2 separate regions of the Rattus norvegicus genome follow, and region 1 is linked to region 2. The links are chromatin contacts, called in public Hi-C maps. All regions are on one chromosome and are shown on one strand. The core of a region is the stretch at or near the end of the contact, and the rest is flanking DNA. Distances in the headings are between cores, read along the strand shown. Region 1 overlaps Unkl (unk like zinc finger). Region 2 holds the start of Unkl (unk like zinc finger).

Evidence for each region. Hi-C and Micro-C count contacts between places; a contact is called where the count stands out from the background.
Region 1: a contact with region 2 is called in a Hi-C map of kidney, with 2.0 times the contacts expected there. The contact joins the enhancer-like site here to the promoter of Unkl in region 2. A contact is called at or near these places in 3 of 12 Hi-C or Micro-C datasets (the A7r5 cell line, kidney and liver).

Annotation. Positions count from the first base shown.
Region 1 is chr10:14,743,264-14,746,366 of GRCr8, reverse strand. All of the region lies in intron 10 of Unkl (unk like zinc finger), which reads right to left. Among named protein-coding and RNA genes, the nearest start is that of Gnptg, 17 kb to the left of the region's middle. Within about 2 kb of position 1,641, at least 61 of the 93 cell types and tissues checked have an H3K27ac peak or open chromatin away from gene starts, as enhancers often do. A contact at or near this core is called in kidney and liver, where this site is marked.
Region 2 is chr10:14,709,195-14,712,116 of GRCr8, reverse strand. It overlaps Unkl (unk like zinc finger), which reads right to left and starts at 1,490. Exons shown (of 15, transcript XM_063270091.1): 1 at 1,337-1,490; 2 at 187-396. The coding sequence starts at 1,413. It overlaps LOC120095050 (a long non-coding RNA gene), which reads left to right and starts at 322. Exons shown (of 2, transcript XR_005490059.2): 1 at 322-710; 2 at 824-1,769.

The sequences.
Region 1 (3,103 bases), core at 392-2,891, 34 kb before region 2:
GCTGAGCATGTCCCACTAGTTCCAGATCCCATCAGTCTCCAAGTCCTGTGTGCTGATCCTCTAATCTGAACAGAGCAGGCCAAAGTAGGCAGACTGAGGATATGCTCCCACCCTTGGATAAAGCAACTGCCCTACCCTCCTCTGTTGTTTCCAGCACAGGAGTCCAACCTGAAGCCTGGGAAAGCTAAGTGAGAGACAGCTCTGCAGCTCTAGTGCCCCTGGTAAAGTTGGAAAAACTCGTTTTGAAAAACTAAGGGGCAAAGAAAGGCATGGAGTGGGAACCTGTCTTCCGTGGTCGGGGTCTCTGTGACCCCTCGGAGCCCGAGGTGCTAAGGGGGCCCGACATTACACAGTACATACAGCTCAGGACCGCACTGCAATCAACCCTTACTGAAGTTTAGCACAGGGTGTGAGCCACTACCCTGGAGCCCAGCAAGATATCAACAAAAAGGGGATGTCTGGGGAAGCCTCTGGGCCTGTCCACCTTAATTCAGAGCCCAGGATGTCAAGGGGCTACCCCACCCATCCCACGCCCTAGTCCACCAGGCTCTTCTCTCCAACCTCACTAATGCTCCAGATGATTACACCGGTACTCCTGAATGGTGCTTAAAAAGAAGAACCAACTCAGAAAAAGACAGAAATCTAGGTGAGCCTCCTCCTTACATAAACTGCAGTGTTTGAAGGCCAGGTTGTGCCTCCTGACCCAGAACAAGCTCCACCAAACGACCCGAAGCCACCTGGACCTCAGCAGCAGCAGCAAAGACCTCATATTGTCCTAGGCATCACCAGCTCCCAATATGACACAGCACATTCAAAAGGTGCTGCTGTCCTCTAGGGTCAGGGATACATGAAGTGACAAACCACACGGAGTGCAAGAAGGACTTAAAGGCCACACAGGATGGGAACCTTCTCTATCTGCAGTTACTGAACAGAGGAGCACCAACAACCATTGTGTCTGTACTCTGAACTGGGATAGTTAGAGGAACTGGGGGAACCAGTCCACAAGGGAGAAGAAACACAAGCCGCAGGGGCCCACAGGGCCCTGGGTAAGCAGCACCAACAAAAATTAAAAGCAGGCAAATTAGTTAATCTCCTTCTGCAGCCTGAAAAATTCAGCACAGATCTCATGATCTCACTGTCAAAGAGGTACATGGTTTCTGGGGAACATGCACCCCGATGGACATGCATTTTGAAGGAAAATGACCTGATGGGATGCGCACCAAGACCTTCACCTGGGCAGAGGTGCACTTACAAGGAAAACCACCTGGGGTTGCTTCACCTGGGGGTACGCTGGCCGACCAGGATGATCTCAGAGGGAGACGCGCGTCAAGGGGGGACCACTTGAGTAGATGAGCGCTAAGGGAAACACCACCTGGGAGGATGTAAGTACAGGACCCCTGGGGAACCCGCGCCGGAGGTGGGGGAGGACGCACACCTGGGAAGGAGGGAGGACGCATGCTCGTTCCAAAGCGCCGAGAAATGACGACCCACAACTTGGTGCTGGGCTGACGCGAGACCGGGATCTGCCGCAGCCACTGTCAATGCTGACTCATATCCTCCGCAGCCCCGGCCGGCTGTCTGTCACTGAGGATTCAAACCTGCCTGGTTCGCGCTCCGCCTTCGCCAGCCGCTGGCCCCGCCCACTCACGCTTTGCACCCTGCCCCGGAGCACTAGGCCACTCCCCCTGCCTGCCAAGGTGTGCAAGAGCAGACAGGTTTCGGCTGAAAGCCTGACTCACAAAGAGGGGGAGGGGCGGGGCGCGCAGAGGGTGCGGGGTGGGGGCGAAGTGCCGGGGCGAGCGGTGGGGAGGGTGAGTCCTCCGTAGTCAAGAACTGGAGACAGGCTCACACTGACTACTAGAAGCCAGGGTGCTGTCCCTGCACCTCTTAAATGTGCAGGCCCTGCACTTGGCTTCATTTAAATGAAAGGAAACTGCCCCACAAAGACAATGCCCTCAAGTCTACCCACCCCCTAGCTCCAGCCCTCTAAAACTGGAAGGAAAAAAAAAAGAGGGAGGGCCAACCCCATGGGGTTGGAGCATGTGGGTCAGATGGAGGCAAGGACTGAACGCCTAGGAGCCACGGATTGGCATCACAGGGAAGAGAGCCCACTGACTTCTTGTGTCAGGCAATGCTGAGGATGGGGACCTTACAGAAGAGAATGGTTCGAGACAGGAAGGGTACTGATATAAAAGTCATCCTCCTGCCCCAGCTTCTCAAGCACTGAGATAACAGTACTATGACTAGATTCACATATGACTTCAGCTAGCAGGGTCCAGGGGATTTGCAGTGAAGAATGTTCAGTATTTTAACCAGGAAGCAGCAAGTACAATAAACTGTAAATAAAAATGGGTACCCAGCAGACTGAGGCCTTGGGTGCTGTCCCCAGACATGCAAAACAAATAAAAAGTGCATCTTCCAACTTTCTGACTGTGTGGCTGAGGCCGTTCATCACACATTAGGTAATGGCTAGGAGAATTACTGGAGCTATGCTAAGTCAGTGTGAAACACCTGACTCTTTCAGTGTCCGTGGCACCTGGGCGCTTGCTCAGGGCTGGGGTCTAACTTCCCCTCAACACTCTTCTGCTCCATGTCCTCCTCACCATTGCTACTTTCACGACATAAAACCAGAAGCAGAAGGCTGGCAGGTCCTGAGGCCAGCAGGATTCTCAGAGTATCGAGGAGTCTTGAAGGGTGGGCAAGCACCCCCTGCAGCAGGACAGCCTCTAGATCCAGACGTGGGTCCATCTGTGATAATCTTTCAGACTCAGCACCCACAAAACTTCCCTCCCTCTCCCTGAATCCGACAGCAGAGACAGGGAAGTGGTGCTTCCTACCGCCTCCATGGCCTCCTGATGCTGGATAAGCCTGAATTCTAGAGGGTTCTTTAGAAAGCGAGACAAACCCACACAGGACCCCCGTGGAACTCAGGTCTCCCAGTGGAGGAGATCACACTGGCCACAAGATTATGCAGTGACTTATGGAAGAGACAGAGTCTACCCTGAGTGAGATCAAGGTGGGAAAGGCACTGAGGGCACACACTGCAGCCCACAATTCCTCCTTAGGCAGCTGTGGTGCTGAGCCCGCCCACAGTGCTTTCCCA
Region 2 (2,922 bases), core at 241-2,740:
GCCAAGACAGGTATTGCTCTAAGTTCGGGGCCAGCCTCTACATACAGTATTTCAGGACAGCCAGGGCTACATAAAGACTCCCTGTCTCAAAACAAAAATCAGAAACCTCAAAAACCTGTTGATCACAGAGTCAACACCAGTCCTGAGGGAAGGCCAGGAGCAGCCACCCACCGGAGCCCCACTTACTCGTCACCGTCGGGACACAGGCCGGTGGCCTCATCGTACTTGGAACAGTAAACGTCCGGGCTGTAGTTGAAGGTGCCATCGCGTCGTCGGAGCGGTCTGCGCCGACGCTGATTTAGGAAATGCCAATGGAAACAGGTGAACGGCCTGTGCTGGCTGCACTTATGCTGCAAAAACAGGGAGCACTGCTCTGTCCTAAACTCCTTTAGATACCTAAAAAGACAAACAGCGTTGCGGGCCGCAGCCGCCGCCGGCTGGAGGCCCCTGGGATGCGGCGGGGCAGGGTCCCAGACGCGAAGCCCCACCCCCACCCCGAGTCCATCTGACTGCCAAGGACCGGTACCCTCCTTTTTTCAAAGCACTCCGGGTGTCACTCCCCAACTCGGAGGCCAGGTGACTCCAGACAGCCAGACAGACTTTCCGCTCCCTGACCCCAAATACCACTTCCCAGTCCCCAGATAAGGAAGGTTCCCCGGACACGAGGCATAGAACTCCTCCTAGCAGGCCACCCCCAACTCTGATCCCAGGTAACTCCATAAAACTACACTCTATTCTCCGCCCCCTTCTAGTCCCTGACCCCTGGAGCCACCTCTGAATCCTCAGTCCCGGTCTCCCAACTCCTGCTGGACTGCCTTCACAGGTTCCAGATGGACTGCAAGCGCCACCCGCCCACACCAGGCGCAACCCCTCTTCTGCGCCGCAGAAACGACCCCCAGGCTCACAACCCAGGCCGCCGCTGGACTCTAGGTGCGGCTCCGCCCCCAACCCAGAGATCACCCCAGACCCCGGGCACCGCCTCTCAACCTCAGGCGGCGACTGCCCGAGTCCGGATGGCCGTGCGCCCACCTCCAGCCCAGGCGCGGCCCTGAGCTACAAACGCAGGCGCTGTTTCCCAGACTCCAGTCTGGCGCGTGGGGTCGCCTGAGACCAGGAGCAAGTCCAGCCCCCAACCCAGGGGTCACAGAAGACCCTGGGCGCTGCCACTCCACCTTAGGCGGCGTCCCGAGCCCTGACGGCGTGACCCACAAGGGCTGGCGGCGGGGGCGCGGGCGGGGCGCACCCTCAGCGGCGACACCCGGGCCCGTGGCGCGCGCGGGCCGCTGCTCTGCGCCGCAGCGCCCAGAAGGCCACGGACCGCAGCCCAGGCACTGACCTGTAGTGGGTTGGTTTCTCGGTCTGCGGGGGGGACCCGCTCAGCGCCGCCGCCGCAGCTTTCGAAACCGACGGCATTTTCAGTCAAAACAATGCAGCGCGCATGCGCCGCGCCGGCGCCCCCGGATCTCCCCCCCGCTCCGAGCCCCCTGCGCCCCCCGCCGCGCCGGCCACACCCCCAAGCACGCCGCGCCGGCCACGCCCCCGTCGACCCCTCGCCCACGCGCGCTGTACGACGGGGGTGACACACAGCATCTGCCGGCCCACCACGGCAGCAAGTTACAGGCGTGAAGCGGGACACGCCCGTTGGTGTAGAGTCCCCATGAGGGCCTCTGGGTCCTGGGCTGTTGTTGGACACAGGTTTCTTTTAGCTGGAAAACGTCTATAATTAGACTGTGGGGATGGTCGCCCCTGTATTAAATGTGTAAATTTAAGGATGACCCGAGTGTGAATTCTGTTGAGCCACTTTTCAAAAAAACACAATGAGGCTGCCAGAAGGGTAAAGGAGGTACAGGGTGATCAGGAACCGGAGTGATCTGGGAGCAACAGAATGCTGAATGCACGTGGGGGGCGGGGCTCAGAAGTGCTAGGATGAAATTGAGAGAACCCAGGGCTAGCATTCACTAGTGTGTAACTGTGTGGCATGAGACATTGTAAATGCAAGAAAAGTGATCACAGCTCCTCAGCCAACAGCGGGGTGCTCTGAGGGATAAAGTCTGGGCAGCAGGGCTGAAAGTGTTCTGAGAGGAAAGTGTTCTGAGGGGAATGTTCAGAAAGGAGGATTACAAAAAAAAAAAAATCTATTCCATTTCCACGAACACGATCTAAAATATGCATAGAGCTGTATTTGTAAGCTCTATTTTATAAGCTATATTTTAAAATACTAATAAGGTAAAATTACACTCGCTGGTAGGATTACTGACTTCTTCATAGGACATTTTGTAGGCAACTTGAATTGTTGACAACTTTTGGGAGTTTGGTTTGAGTGCTAGAGATAGAACCCAGAGCCTGTGCATGCTAGCCACTCACTCTACCACTGAGCTTTATCCCTGGCCCACAAACCCTGAAATTAACTTATTTTAAAGGACTTGTTTTAGTGGTTGTGAAGCATGTGGACATGAGTTGTAGACTAGTCCCAGCAAACAGGAACGCTGTCTTTTCAAAGATCAAACAGAAGAATGAGCGAGCAGGGAAGGGCAGACAGGGACATCTATAGAAGAATAAACAAGTCTCGGACTGTGGAGGAGTGGAAAGTGAAAACTAGTTCAATCCCGCCCCCCTCCCCAACTCCAGCTTGGAGTGACACACGAGACGACCTAAGGAACCTTCAGACAGCAGAGGTGGCTCCATAGGTGTGACAGAGCACATGGCAGTGATGGTGGAACTGAACCACCTTTACTGTGGGCATGAGGGAAGGTGCCTCAAGCCCCTTACCACCCATCAAAGGTGTGTGTAGTCCTCCAACGACACCACCTGTGACACCCACAAAAGGACCAGAAGTGTTCTTTTTATCGAAGCTGTTACTCAAGGGCTAGGGCTTAAAACAAAACTGACAGGATTTTTCCTGTGTGTAATAGCTCACTTTTG